Regions from separate parts of the Sus scrofa genome. Here region 1 is linked to region 2. The links are chromatin contacts, called in public promoter capture Hi-C maps. All regions are on one chromosome and are shown on one strand. The core of a region is the stretch at or near the end of the contact, and the rest is flanking DNA. Distances in the headings are between cores, read along the strand shown.

Region 1 (3,215 bases), core at 677-3,176, 190 kb before region 2:
TCTGCCTCCCTCTCTCCCTCAGTGAACTCTCAAATTCCCCACCACACAAACTCAGAACACCCACTGGGTCCCTGTGAGGCATTTTAGACTATTTACAATATTTAGTGAGTTTTAAAAATGACCTTTTTTTTTTTTTTTTTTGGAGTTCCCATTGTGGCTCAGTGGTTAACGAACCCAACTAGTATCCATGAGGACGCGGGTTTGATCCCTGGCCTCGCTCAGTGGGTTAAGGATCTGGTGTTGCTGTGGCGGGTGGCTACAGCTCCAATTCAGCCCCTAGCCTGGGAACATCTGTGTGCCTCGGGTGCAGCCCTAAAAAGACAAAACAAAACAAAACCAAAAACCTTTTTTAAAAAGGACCTTTTAAGGAAAAACAAACCAAAAAGTCAACCCACTTGGACACCTTTGATTCTCTGACTTGTTCATGTTTAACTGCATCTGAAAAGTCGGGAGATGGCGCCAGAAGGCAGCAGAACGCGTTGGCTTTAGGAGTGTTTTAGCCAATCCCAGAGTAAGGAATGGGCTGGAGCAGGAGAAGTAAGAATTGAAACAAAGGCGCCAGAGTTTGTGTAGCAACTACCAAGGTGGGGGTGGGGGGTGGTCTCTCTCTCTCTTTTTTTTTTTAACCTATAAGAGTCCTCTTGACACTACTCCAAATCAGCCTGGTGACAACAGAAATATCCACAGTAGAACCAAAGATATAAATAAAGGCGAGTCCCTGGAGTTTGCCTCCTCTCCTAGATACCAGGGCCTTTGTCCACTTGGGAAGCACAAGGGCCTGGAGGAGCCGCTAACTCAGAACTGAGAAGGTGCTGATTTGGGGCTAAGACACCTTTGTGAAACATTTTTCAGCTGTGTAGCAAAATCCTAAAGCCCACCAGCAGAGAAACACTTCCCAGAAGAAATCAATCACACGTGAATACTTGGAACGAAAACATTAAAAATGAAAGAAATTTTAAAGACAACCAGGAGGTGGCGCCTGGCAAGACACACTACCTGCCTTGGGAGGCTGCGCTGCAGCTGGCCGCTCTGACAACTTTGTCCTGGCAGAGGTCACTCTGTCCGGGCCCTGGGCCTCTCCTTTTCTATTTTGTGAAAGTTGTCTCTGCTTTCTTTCTTTTTCTATTCCTCTGTGTTTACTCTCCTGATCCCCAGGAAGTCTAATTTACACTTTAAGCCTTTTATTCTTCTTAGATGGGATGAGTGGCACTTTGGGAGAACTTCAAAACATAAAATTTATCCATAAGGGAAAATTAATTTGGAGGGTAATGAGAGAATTAAAAAGGAATGACATCTGCAAAATGGCTTTGCTTTGCAGATCAACCACAATGGACAGAAAAGCATGGCGGGCTCCTGCCTCCGCAAGGGCTGATGACCTCGCATATGCGTTATTCTGTTCACGTGTCTTTTATCCCGCTTCCTAGTTTAGCTTCTGCTCCTCTTGTTTTGGCTAGGGATTACTACTTGGCAGGAGCAAGGAGGGCAGAGGGAGCTCAAAAGGGTGCATTCTCCTGGCTGTGACTCCGGTGAAGGGGTTTCAGTGTCTGGCCAGGAGTTATCTGTGGGCTTCACATTCCATAATGAGGGATTTAGGATGTGCATTCCAGTCGGGATTTCCAGTCCTGTGGGGGAACAAGCACCAGCCCACATTCCTGAGACTCGGCAGCCTCTATGCTCCACTCACCCAGCTTTTTGGTGGCAGGTTTCACCCAGTCCCCAAAGTCCTGCCTCAGCCCTTTGTTGGGCAGGAGGAAAGACCCTGGGCCCCTCTCCCTCTTCCACTCCAACTGGATCACATGATCACATGGTCTCTCTCTGCTCCCTCCCCTCTTTTTCTCTGGAGTCCGCCTTTTTTTTTTTTTTTTTTTTTTTTTTTTTGATGGTGGTTGTGATTGTTTCTAAGGTCTCCCTGCCTCTCCTCCTGTCCTGGCCACCCTGCCAGGGGTCAGTGTCCTCTTCAGTGACAAAAGCCGCCCTAGATCTGGGCTCCCTGGGGAGGGAGGTGGTTGGGTCTGGCAGTTGGAGCCGCTGTCTCTCCATGGTGCTGCTGCAGCCCTTCCCCCCGCTGGGCACACAAATGGGCTTTATCCAGCAAACAAAACCACCCCCCACCCAGGCCGCACAGGCACGTGGACCCAGGCCTCACCGTGGGAAGGGGGTGGTGACAGGCGCAGAAGAAAGAGATCTCTCCAAACAAGTTCTCTTCGCCTCACTTCTCTTCCTTATTTTCCACAATCCAGATTTCAGTCCTTGACTTCTTCCCCTCCACCCGCACCCTGAGTCTCCCAACTCCTTCTGGTTACCTCGGTCCTGACTCTGGACTCTTCCTGGGCAGCTCACATTCTGCAGCGGATTGGAAGCAGATCCTCCCAGGGAAAAAGCCAGATGGAGAATGAGAACCCAGGGTCCCCCAAGGGGGCTGGATGAGACCCCCAGGGACTGGACCCCCGAGCCCTCCTTTCCTGCCTCCACCCACTCCAGGGGACACCCTTCTGAACAGTGTCTGTGTGAATAGCAAAGGAAGGAAGAGCTCACCCCAGCTGGGCTCCTGAGCCAGGGCCAGGGCTCCTGTGAAACCCGCCGCGTGCGCTCCGCTCTGAGCTGGGCCATCCTGCATGCTTAATGGGCTATTTAAGGAGTTGTTCGCCAGCAACCCAGTCAACCCCCCCTCCCCACGTACACCCGTCCAGAGCCACCTTAAAAGCAGGAGGCAGTTGTGAAGTTGCTGGCCAGCAAGTGGAGTGAAGACTGCAGAAGGAGATAAAAAAGAAAGAGGGCAGCAAAAGATTTGTCCTGGACACCCAGAAACTCACGGTCCCCCACTGAAAACCAAATCCCCTGGAAGCCTGCAGAGACACAAAGACAGCACGAGAAACAGAGATAAATACACTCAGCCTCAGGAAACTCCTCTTCTCTCTCTCTCTCTTTCCCTCTCTCTCTCACCTCCCAGCCCTCTCCCTACCCTAGTCCTCTGGTCTCCAAACTCCTAGTACCTTGTGCTCCCTCCGGAAATACCATGTTGGTCTTCATCCTCCTGCTAAAGGTGATGTGGATCCTGGCTGCAGAAGACGGTAGGTACATCTGGATGTGTGTCTGTCTGTGCTGATGCACACATGTTGCCATTGCATGCTTAATGGAGAAGGAGGAGTGTACAAGGTAGCCTGGGGGCTAGATTAATAGGCTCAGACTTGGAGGGAGAAAAAAGAGGAGTGGGC
Region 2 (3,054 bases), core at 225-2,724:
CCCAGGTGAGGGGACTAATGGGAATTACCAAGAACCTCACAGCTGTCCCCAAGTGCATTTCCCTCAAACTTTACTACAAATCTGGTCATTTTTCTTTTCTTTTTCTTTCTTTCTTTCCTTCTCCTTTAATTTATGGCCACATTCATGGCATATGGAAGTTCCCAGGCTAGGGATTGAATCCCAGCCACAGCTGTGACTTATGCCACGTCAGTGGCAATGGCGGATCCTTAATCCACTGCTCTGGCAGGGGATGGAACCCGAGTCTTTGCAGCCACCTGAGGTGGCTACAGTTGGATTCCTACCTCGCTGTGCCACAGCAGGAACTCCTGTGTTTCATTTTTCACTGTGTAAAACAAATCAAATATATCTAGTCTTATGTTCTAGATATAGGGAGAGGGGAGAGAAGGGATAAAGGAAGTTGAGAGCTTGGATGGGAATGAGAGGCAAAGGTCCTGTGTAGAAAGCAGAGAGCTAAGATTCTAGGGTCAGGAACTTTTTTTCTTAAGTGGTGGGGGAATTATATTGGGGATAAAATTCTTACTAGAGAGAGTCTGGTGTGGTAGAAGAATAGAAGACTTGGATTGAGAATCCAGCGTCAGTGCTTACTGTTTGATCTTAAATCACTTACCTTCTCTGATCTTAAATTCCTCATGTGTACGGTCTAAGAGGTCTCAGAGGTCCTTCTTTAAGCACCGAGTATGAAGGGACTCCAAGGAGTGCCCTCTGCTTTTGTTTTGCTCCAGCCTTAAAGTCTTTGTTTTGCTCCAGCCTCAAAGCTGTTATATGTTGTATTCATTTTTTCTCATGGATTGTTGCTATTGTTGCCGATTACTGTGGACCATGCAGTATATTAGACGATTTACATAAAATTAACCTCAACAGTTAAGGGTTTTTTGTTTGTTTGTTTTGTTTGTTTTGGCTGCACACGGAGGCATGTGGAAGTTACCAGACCAGGGATCCAACCCGGGCCACTGCCGGATCCTTAACTCGTTAAGCCACATGAGAACTACCAGAATGATATTATTATTCTCATTTTACAGATGAGAAAATTGAAGTTTAAAAGGAATTAATTTACCCCAAATTACGCAGTGATCCAGGATTTATACCAGGTCTGTCTCATTCCAGATTTATGCTCTTACCTGTTTCCTTCACTTCACATCCCGGTGAAGCCTGTGTAAAAGAAAACTTAGAGTTAAAAGGAAATAACAACCCCTTCTGGTCCGTTTTTCTCCCACTCTCTAAGTTTCCCTGCTTCTGTCCTTAAAGCCGCAGCATATCTTACTGCTACTTTGGTCTGAAACTCTGCAGGTACTGGAATTCCCTGTGTGCATCAGCTTAGGTCTTCCGGTCACCCGGAACCACCCACACCGCTGCTTGTGCTGTGTGGGGTATACCGCTTCGGAGTTCCTGGAGGTGGGGCCAGACTGGAGTGACAGCTATAACAACCAATAGGCATGGGTATTGTTGGGCCAGCAGCCAATGAAGAATCCGACAAAAGAGAAGGAGCGATCATTTATTTGAGGCTGTGTGACGGGTCTGAAGGAACATGGGGCTGTATCGGAGGTGGCGGCGACTTCGGCTCCCAGGGTTACAAGCCTGCGGGCTGCACACGGTGCGTGAGGTACCCAAAAGTTCCGAAACACATCGGACCTAGCGCAGCTGAAGCCCAAAGTATAGGCTCTCAACCCCATCTGACACCCCCTACTCCCGCCCTACGTTCGGGACCCGGCTACCGTAGCCCTTAGGTACGCCATCTTTTTCCTAGGGTAGCCGTCTGGGGAATGTAGCACTCCCAGCCTAGGGCCTTATACCTCCCATTCTTTTTTTAAAGACTGGGATTTAAGATCATGGCCACTTAAATGTTCTCACTTCCCACTACCCCCAAGCTCAATAAGGAATTTTGGGACCTGTGTTACCTCCTAACATCTTTTCCTCCAGGCAGCTGTGCCCACTCCTCCACACTGGTTGGTAGAGCGGCTTGGCTTTTTTGAGGAGCTATGGACCGCCCAGGTAAAGAAGTTAGCAAGCATGGCGCAGAAGGAACACCGGGCTATTAAGGTATCGCTTCCTGGAGGCAGGAAAGTGGATGCTGTGGCATGGAACACAACCCCTTACCAACTAGCTCAGCAGATCAGGTACCAGGCCTTCTATACCTACCGGGTAAACCTACCTCTGTACTTTGTTTACTTGAGCAGGGAAAGAACTCTGCATGTTTATTCCATCCCCATCAAGATAGCCTTTCCTGCATATTCCTTTTTATCTGCATTAGTTTTATGGTCTCTGACCTTTCTCTATTATGCATTGAGGGGAAAAAAAAAGAAAAGATTCCAGTGTTCTGGTAATACATTTCCCCTTCGCAAGTTTAGAGTTGCTAAGGATTAGTTCCTGTCTTCCTCTGTAGCTTGTAACCTTGTCTTTTTTTATCCTCACCCCCACTGTTGAAGTTCAAAACTGGCAGATACTGCAGTAGCTGCTGTAGTGAATGGAGAACCTTATGATCTGGAACGGCCCTTGGAAAAAGATTCTGACCTCAGATTTCTGACATTCGATTCTGCAGAGGGGAAAGCAGTACGTTTCTTCCTTATTGGGATATAGGGGCTGCTAAGAGATGTTTAAGTGGGAATTTCTAGCATTTTTTTTTTTTTGCCTCAGTTTCTCCATTTTCAGTTGAGAGGGAGGCCTACCATGGACTGCTTATCTTTTTTGATTTTTTTTTTTTTTTTTTTTTTTTGTCTTTTTAGGGCTGCGCTGGAGGCATATGGTGGTTCCCAGGCTAGGGGTCAAATCGGAGCTGTAGCAGCCAGCCTACGCCACAGCCACAGCAACACTGGATCTGAGCTGCACCTGCGACCTACATCACAGCTCATGGCAAACCAGATCCTTAACCCGCTGAGCAAGGCCAAGGATTGAACCCGTGTCCTCATGGATACTAGTTGGGTTTGTTAACCACTGAGCCATGACGGGAACTCCATATTGCTTGTCTTGACTCCTGGCTAAGCTGGAAACCTAGGATGAAAGTTTTTAGTTAGCCTGGGTCTGTTAAGCAGTGATTAT

Evidence for each region. Promoter capture Hi-C pulls out the DNA fragments that hold promoters and counts their contacts.
Region 1: a contact with region 2 is called in a promoter capture Hi-C map of liver, with 3 times the contacts expected there. The contact joins the promoter of CA14 here to the promoter of TARS2 in region 2. A contact is called at or near these places in 1 of 5 promoter capture datasets (liver), 1 of 47 Hi-C or Micro-C datasets (liver) and 1 of 2 datasets of contacts at active chromatin or transcription factors (alveolar macrophages).

Annotation. Positions count from the first base shown.
Region 1 is chr4:98,827,645-98,830,859 of Sscrofa11.1, reverse strand. CA14 (carbonic anhydrase 14) reads left to right here and starts at 1,926. Exons shown (of 9, transcript XR_002343445.1): 1 at 1,926-3,071.
Region 2 is chr4:98,633,738-98,636,791 of Sscrofa11.1, reverse strand. It overlaps TARS2 (threonine--tRNA ligase, mitochondrial), which reads left to right and starts at 1,474. Exons shown (of 18, transcript XM_003355197.4): 1 at 1,474-1,612; 2 at 1,939-2,135; 3 at 2,445-2,568. The coding sequence starts at 1,547.